2 separate regions of the Pan troglodytes genome follow, and region 1 is linked to region 2. A link is a contact called in public HiChIP or PLAC-seq data. All regions are on one chromosome and are shown on one strand. The core of a region is the stretch at or near the end of the contact, and the rest is flanking DNA. Distances in the headings are between cores, read along the strand shown.

Region 1 (3,445 bases), core at 825-3,324, 570 kb before region 2:
GTCTCACTCAAACTTAGGCTTTCAAGCTGGGCTAGGCTTGGAACATGCCCTACTTCCCTCCCCACGCCAGCGTGCTCACTCGTCAATGCTCACGTCACTCAGCTTCTTCAGGTTGTCCCCTTCGCCCCCATAGACCACCACCCGCTTTGGCATAAAGTTGTCATCTGTGGTATCCACTGTGAGTAGCAGCTTCCTGAAGGGTCAGAGTGTGAATATGAGTCTTTGTGAACCCACAGGGACATAGCCCACCCACCCTGTCCTGCCCAGAGCCTACTTACTTGACAATGGTGCCCTTCTTCATAGTAAGCCGTACCCAGTGTTGGCACTGGGACCCATCGCTCTCCCAGTAGGTATCGGCATTGCTGTCTGTCAGGCAGGACACGTTGAACTCCTCCTGGGGAGGGGCAGAGACGTGAAGTCAGCAGTTACCCTCCCTCCCTGCACTGGGCTTGTGCTCTGGGCCAGGAGCACCAGAGAGAAAGCATAGTGAAGTTGGGCTAACAGGCAACTGGTATGGGATAGGGGGCCGCTGGGTATGTAAGGGGTCCTACAGACGTCCAAGATGGGGAGCTGAACTGAGTGTGGCCTGTGGGTACCCTGTTTTGGTCCTGGCCTGCAGGTGGGGGTTCTTTCTGGATCTAGCCTTGAGGGGTGTGACTATATCTTGCCTGGGGTGGGAGGAGCCCCAGCACCCACCGTGTAGGAGGAAACGTCTATGCTCTCCACATACTGCTTCACGCTACCCAGGTTCTCATCCTCCTTGCCCAGGTGGTCATACAAGAAGTGGATCAGGTCCTCGTCGCACTCGTAGGTCCATGTCGGGGGTACATAGCTAAGCAACCCCAAGCCCCTAATTAGACTGGGCCCAGACGCAGAGCTCCTTCCTCCCCACCCCATTCCAGCTCACTCACAGTAGCCTTTGTACAGCTTCTGCGTATGCCTCTGCCGGCTGAGGTCTCGATCCCAGGCGATGTGAGTATGTCAGGTCCACCACCTGTTCCCACCTGTGGGCACAGAGTAGGGAGTGGGATGGGGAGACATCAGCGGTCAGCAAGACACTACCTCCATGCCGTGTAGCCTTTTTCAGGGCTCTATCTCCCAGTCTCCACCCGAGCCCCCTTCACGTCCCGCCCCTTTCTGTTCTTAACCCTGCCTCCGCTCCAGTATCCCACCCACCCCAGGCTGTGGCTGAAGTGTTCCCAAGCCCTCCTGGCCCGGCCTTCTGACAGCCAGCCCCGCTCCTTCAAGTGCAGTACCTGAGCACCGGCCGATAATCCACGCCAAAGAGCTGCTGCTGCCGCTGGAGGTGGTTGGGAGTGTCGATGGGTACCAGGCGGGCTCCGCCCTCCGCCGGGCGGCACACCAGCAGCCAGCCTTCCTGCAGCCCGCAGTCGCCCAGGTGCTCTGCCAGCTGCTCCTGCCGGGACGCGTAGGATGGGGACAGCCGTCAGGGAACTGCCCAGCCGCCTGTCGTGCCCAGCCCAGGGCAAAGGGCGCCGAACGCAATGCCAACTCAATACAGGGGAGGAAAGGCAAAGAGCCAGAGGTTTCTCTGGCCCCGGGGGTCTTTTACCGGGTCCTGGGCAGGGAAGAGCGCACCTTTGTCAGCTTCACCCAGAGCCCGTGGCCGTTGCACAGCTCCTCGCCCGTGGTGCGCACGCAGGCGCCGCGCCGGAGCTCAATGCCGTCGCGGGCGGCGCGGAGGGGCCCGGAGCCGGTACCGGGGGCTGGGCCTGCGGCGCCCACACGCAGCCCCAGGCCCTCTGCCTCCCACACCGGCAGAAGCACGCGCGACGGTCCCGCTGGGTCCTTGTAAAGCTTGTAGAGCACCTCTCGCGGCACGAAAGCCAGCGCTGCCGGCAGCGGCCGCCCGGCGCGGAGGCTCCGCGCGGCCTCTGCCAAGAAGCGCACGCGGCCCAGCAGCTGCCGGGGGGACTCCAGCACCGCGCCCGGGCCAGGACCCGCCATGGCGAAGTGGCGGAGGTGAGCGCCTAGAGGCGACCCTGCCCGGGGAACAGCTGGCGCGACCGCCGACAGAGCTTCCCACCACGCCCTTCCCCGCCTTTGGCCAGCCTTTGCCGTATGTTCTGGACTAAGCGCACCCCAGCTCTCACTGTATTGCACTGTGTACTCCCACACTCAACCATATTACTTATCTCTGTGCCACCCTAACCCAGCCGACCAAACCCAAGATTGGTGATTGCTACCTGATCAATCTCCCTCTCTCCATTTCCTTGTGACTACCATTTTATCTCTACTGCTACTACCCTCATTCAAGTCACCATTCTAGCTAGCCTGGGTCATTGCCAACAGTCATTTTTCTGATTCTTCGGCCTGCTGTTTTTCCTCCCACTCCCAGCGAATCTGCTGGACTCCCTATCCTATGGGTGGTGTGACTAAAGTGTTTGAGACAATGGCCCCTTCCCCTGCCACTGACAGGAGTCTTGAGTCATTAGGGTTGATTCTGTTTGTCACTCCTAATCCCAAGGACACTGGAGATCATTATTCATTTTAATGTGATTGCTGATTTCTGTTTCCCCAGTCTTGTAGCTCCTTAAAGGCCGGGGCTGTCTTGAGCAGAGCTAACCTCTGCACCTACTATAGGTCCAGGCTATAGTATGGACCTGGCTGGATAAGACTGTTGGTATCATGAGTGGGACTTGCGCCAAGCCTCCGGATACCCAGACTGTCAGATGAGAACAAATTCCTCATGTCACCCTAAGATACATTTACAGCGGAGTTTTCTTTTGGGCCTTTGTTGTTGCGTCGCTACAGCGAACTTTACGGTGAAAAAAGGTAGGGGTCCTACGGGCAGCAGCCAGGGCAGCCCTGGAGCTGTCGCTGGAGTCCGATCATGTGATCTTCAACATGGCGACGCCCTTGGTTCCCTACAGAAAGGGGCGGAGCCTGGACTGGGGGGCAGGCTCAGATTCAGGTTAAATTGCGGATTGAGCTCGCAGTTACAGACAGCTGACCATGGAAGCGAATGGGTTGGGGTGAGTTCTCCAGAGCACGCGGTGTGGCTAGCCGGGCTTCTAATTTGAGTCTTCCAACTCAGGACTCTATCCCTGTACTCCCCTTTCCCCACCCTGGAGACCTCCCAACCTGAACTCCGTTAGCTGGGATCCTGAATCCTAAAACCATGGATTTTTGAGACGTTCATCCCAGGGCCTTAATTCAAGGGATGCCTCAGGATTTCCAACCAGGATCTCTATTCTGGGACCATCAACTCTGATCCCTCTTTATCCCCCAGCCTGGGGATTTCTCAGCCCCTGAACCAGCCCAGTGACATTCCCGTTTCTGAGGCTCACTAGTTCGAAGACCCCCAAACTATCCTTAGTGGGCCTTCATTCCCTCCCCCCAGTCCCTCTGGTTGCTTCGAGCTTGGAAGAGTAGAGACTAAGTGGAGGGAAGAGGCCCCAGGGCGGGCCCTTCTGGAGTTTGT
Region 2 (3,304 bases), core at 115-2,614:
GGCCCTAGCCCTGGCTGCAAGGACTTTGGAGAGATCTCCCCTCCCAACACCCACCATTTACCACATCATCAGACTGTGGTAGCCATTCAATGAGTGCTTAGCGTGAATTCTACACAGTGCTAATTACCTGTAATTCTCACAATGTCCTTAAGCGGTGGCTACTAATATGTCTTCATTTTACACTTAACCTTAATCCTAGCTACTCGATTACAATCCGGGTTACGTGACCTGGCTCACGTCACCTAGCTAATAATGGAAGAGCCCATGTATGTTTGCCATAGGAATTGGCATTTTCACGTCCAGCTCTCTAGCCCCAAAGATTTCAACCTCTTCGAGCCTTGACAGATTGGAATAAGAATCCTCTCCAGGAATCTTTCCCAATATGCTGGAACCTAAAGGGAAATAAAAACCCCTACTCCGATCAGCGTAGACTGGGCCATGGTGAAAAGGAATGGATGATACTCCAGGTGTGAGGAATTGCAGCTTTTTAGCCTGCCAGTTATTTTTCACTCAGCCATTTGCAGGAAATGAGGCACACTGCTTTCCATAACCGATTTGTCTTGCAACTTTCTGAACAAGTCACAGCTTCCCTTTTTTTTTTTTTTTTGAGACGGAGTCTCGCTCTGTTGCCCAGGCTGCAGTGCAGTGGCGAAATCTCGGCTCACTGCAACCTTTGCCTCCCGGGTTCAAGTGATTCTCCTGCCTTAGCCTCCCGAGTAGCTGGGATTACAGGAGCCTGCCACCACACCTGGCTAATTTTCGCATTTTTAGTAGAGACGGGGTTTCACCATGTTGGCCAGGTTGGAACCTTGGCCTATTTATTTATTTATTTTTGAGACGGAGTTTCGCTCTGTTGCCCAGGCTGGAGTGCAGTGGCGAGCTCTCGGCTCACTGCAACCTCTGCCTTCCGGGTTCTAGTATTCTCCTACCTCAGCCTCCCGAGTAGCTGGGATTACAGGCGCCCGCCACCACGCCCGGCTAATTTTTGTATTTTTTAGTAGAGACGGGGGTCTCACCATCTTGGCCAGGCTGGTCTTGAACTCCTGACCTCGTGATCCACCAGCCTAGGCCTCCCAAAGTGCTGGGATTACAGGCGTGAGCCACCGCGTCCGGCCCCTTGGTTTATTTTTCTAAGAAACAGACTAACACTGATCTCACTAGTAGCATTGTTAATATTAAACAAGATAGCTAATAGCTTTAAAGCGTCTAATCACGGTACCCCCACGAGTAGTAGTCACACAGCAAATCATAGGCAGGAGTGGACAAAAAGCGCTGGGAGCATTAATCCTGGTAGATTTGGAGTCTGGGCAGGGCCTAAGAGGATGGGATCAGCGGATTGGGCCAGCCAAAGGGGGCGGGTTCAGAGGGAGGAGCCAGCTGCCTCCCGCGGCAAGCCCCGAGCTTTGAATCAAGCGCGGTAGTTTCAGCTGTAGCCAATCCTAGAACAAAATCTTCTTGCGTCAGTTGTTGCTGAGGCCCAGATCTCACCCAGATCAGTTCTAGTCGCTGCTGCTTGTACCCGTCCTCGGCCCTTGCGTGTCCGTCCGTTACGACTCAGAGGACGGAGAGAAAGTCTAAGTCACCTTCCTCAGTATCCAGGCCGGAAGGAGACTCTCAGCTACTCGCCCTGAACATGCAGAGCAGCACTGGCTTCCCTGTCTCTGGATGCCGCAGGGGCGTCCTGTCAGGAGTTGTAGTGTCAAGATTCCAGTTCTTCTTATGCGACTTGCTGGAGAAGCAGGAAGTTGCTGTTTATCGGAGAAGTCGGGCTAGGGAGGGAAACAATCCCGCGGAGCCATATGGAGAGGGCAGGAGGTGTCTAGATAGTGGTAGGCCGGCGGGGGACGGAGAGTATGGGTGTTGAGTCCTGGCCCTTTAAACCCGAGGGGGAGGATCCGGAAGTGGATGGGCGGGGCGAAGGGTCCTCGTATATAAAAGGGCCCCGGCCGCGCGGGGTCTCTAATCTGCCATTTTCTGTCCCTGAGTGAGTCTCTGGCGTCCCAAATTGCCTGTTTTTCTCGCAGGCTCTATTCCGTTCGCTGGTTCGCCACCTCAGGGGAACGATGGCCACGGAGTCCACAGCCACTGCCGCCGTCGCCGCGGAGCTGGTTTCTGCCGACAAGTAAGCGGGACTGTGGAAAGCTTAAGGCACTGGCCAGTCCGCGGGGAGGGCTAATGGACGGGGGCTCCGGAGAAGGGGCAGACCGATGGGCGGGAGTACTTGCCTTCCCAAGAGCAGCTGTCGCTGTTCGGGAAGGCCTGGTCACTGGAGCAGTCCTTCTTTTGCTGAGAGCCTCGCGCAGCAGCGGTAACGGCGGTCGGCTGGCGCCCCCTGCCCCGCTTTTCGCGGCCGCCATCTTGCCGGGGGCAGCGGCGGCTGTATCCTTCGCCTGCCCCTCTCCTTCCTCCCCCGGCCCGGGGCGGTTGGCCGGGAGGCGGGGCCCTGGCGCGCGGGTTGGCCTTCACGCCCCTTCTGTCCCCAGCGTGTGCCTCTGGTAGAATCCCTGGATAACCCGGGAATATAACCAACGGAGATTTGGCGCCAAAAGGGAAAAAAAACCTTGCACGAGGAAGGAGGCTGGACCTGAGGGGTCGGGGTGGGCGGGGCCTTGCTGAGGGCGGGGTTTTGCGCGCGTGCGTTCCCTTTCCTCGCCGGCTCTGGGGCAGGGGGCGGGGCCTTGAGGAGGCGGGAAAAGTCCATTGTTTGGGGCCGCTGCGGCTCCAGCAGGAGCTTTGGACTATCTCGGTGGGGCCGGCGAGGCTAGTTCCCCCCCACACCTCGCTCACGTCTTGTGCTAGGAGATAGTTATCGCTCCCCGCGACACCGTGAGCCCCTGCCTGTGGTGGGGAGGATTGTCGTTCTTTAGACTTTGGAGGTGTTGCCTATTTGGGGGGAACATTATCCGGACGTAAAGCGTCTTCAGGAAGCGCTGTCTGGAGCTCTCACCAGCACTGTTTGGTTGCTAGGTGAATCGGCAGTAGTATGCACGAAGTGGAGAAGGACTGGAGGGAAACAAGATAGAATTGCTTTGAAAGCGGCACAGTGCCACTCAGGCGTAATCTGTTTTTTGAACAGTGGAGGGAAACACTACACGAGTTCAAGGAAACAAGTGCTGTTTCCGATACAGTAGGTCTGATTTCCCAATCTTGCCATATTTTTTTAGGCATCTGGTTCTATTTTTTTTCCTAATCTTGTGCGCTTTAGAGGTTAGCTGCCTTCCCTGTAAAAGGAATGGTTGCTGTGAAGTTTTTTAAATTGATATTCTATAGGCTTACACTCTGTCATGATTATGTCTTTGTTTGT

What was found. HiChIP or PLAC-seq counts read pairs in DNA pulled down with a chosen protein or histone mark.
Region 1: a contact with region 2 is called in an H3K4me3 HiChIP or PLAC-seq map of stem cell-derived excitatory neurons, with 7 times the contacts expected there. The contact joins the promoter of HECTD3 here to the promoter of NASP in region 2. A contact is called at or near these places in 2 of 7 Hi-C or Micro-C datasets (induced pluripotent stem cells and stem cell-derived neural progenitor cells) and 1 of 1 datasets of contacts at active chromatin or transcription factors (stem cell-derived excitatory neurons).

What each region holds. Positions count from the first base shown.
Region 1 is chr1:185,951,838-185,955,282 of NHGRI_mPanTro3-v2.0_pri, reverse strand. HECTD3 (HECT domain E3 ubiquitin protein ligase 3) reads right to left here and starts at 2,074. Exons shown (of 21, transcript XM_016961571.4): 1 at 1,600-2,074; 2 at 1,257-1,417; 3 at 912-1,004; 4 at 697-832; 5 at 279-394; 6 at 80-193. The coding sequence starts at 1,968. UROD (uroporphyrinogen decarboxylase) reads left to right here and starts at 1,922. Exons shown (of 11, transcript XM_513127.7): 1 at 1,922-2,080; 2 at 2,543-2,996. The coding sequence starts at 2,977.
Region 2 is chr1:185,382,055-185,385,358 of NHGRI_mPanTro3-v2.0_pri, reverse strand. NASP (nuclear autoantigenic sperm protein) reads left to right here and starts at 1,364. Exons shown (of 15, transcript XM_001158313.7): 1 at 1,364-2,122. The coding sequence starts at 2,064.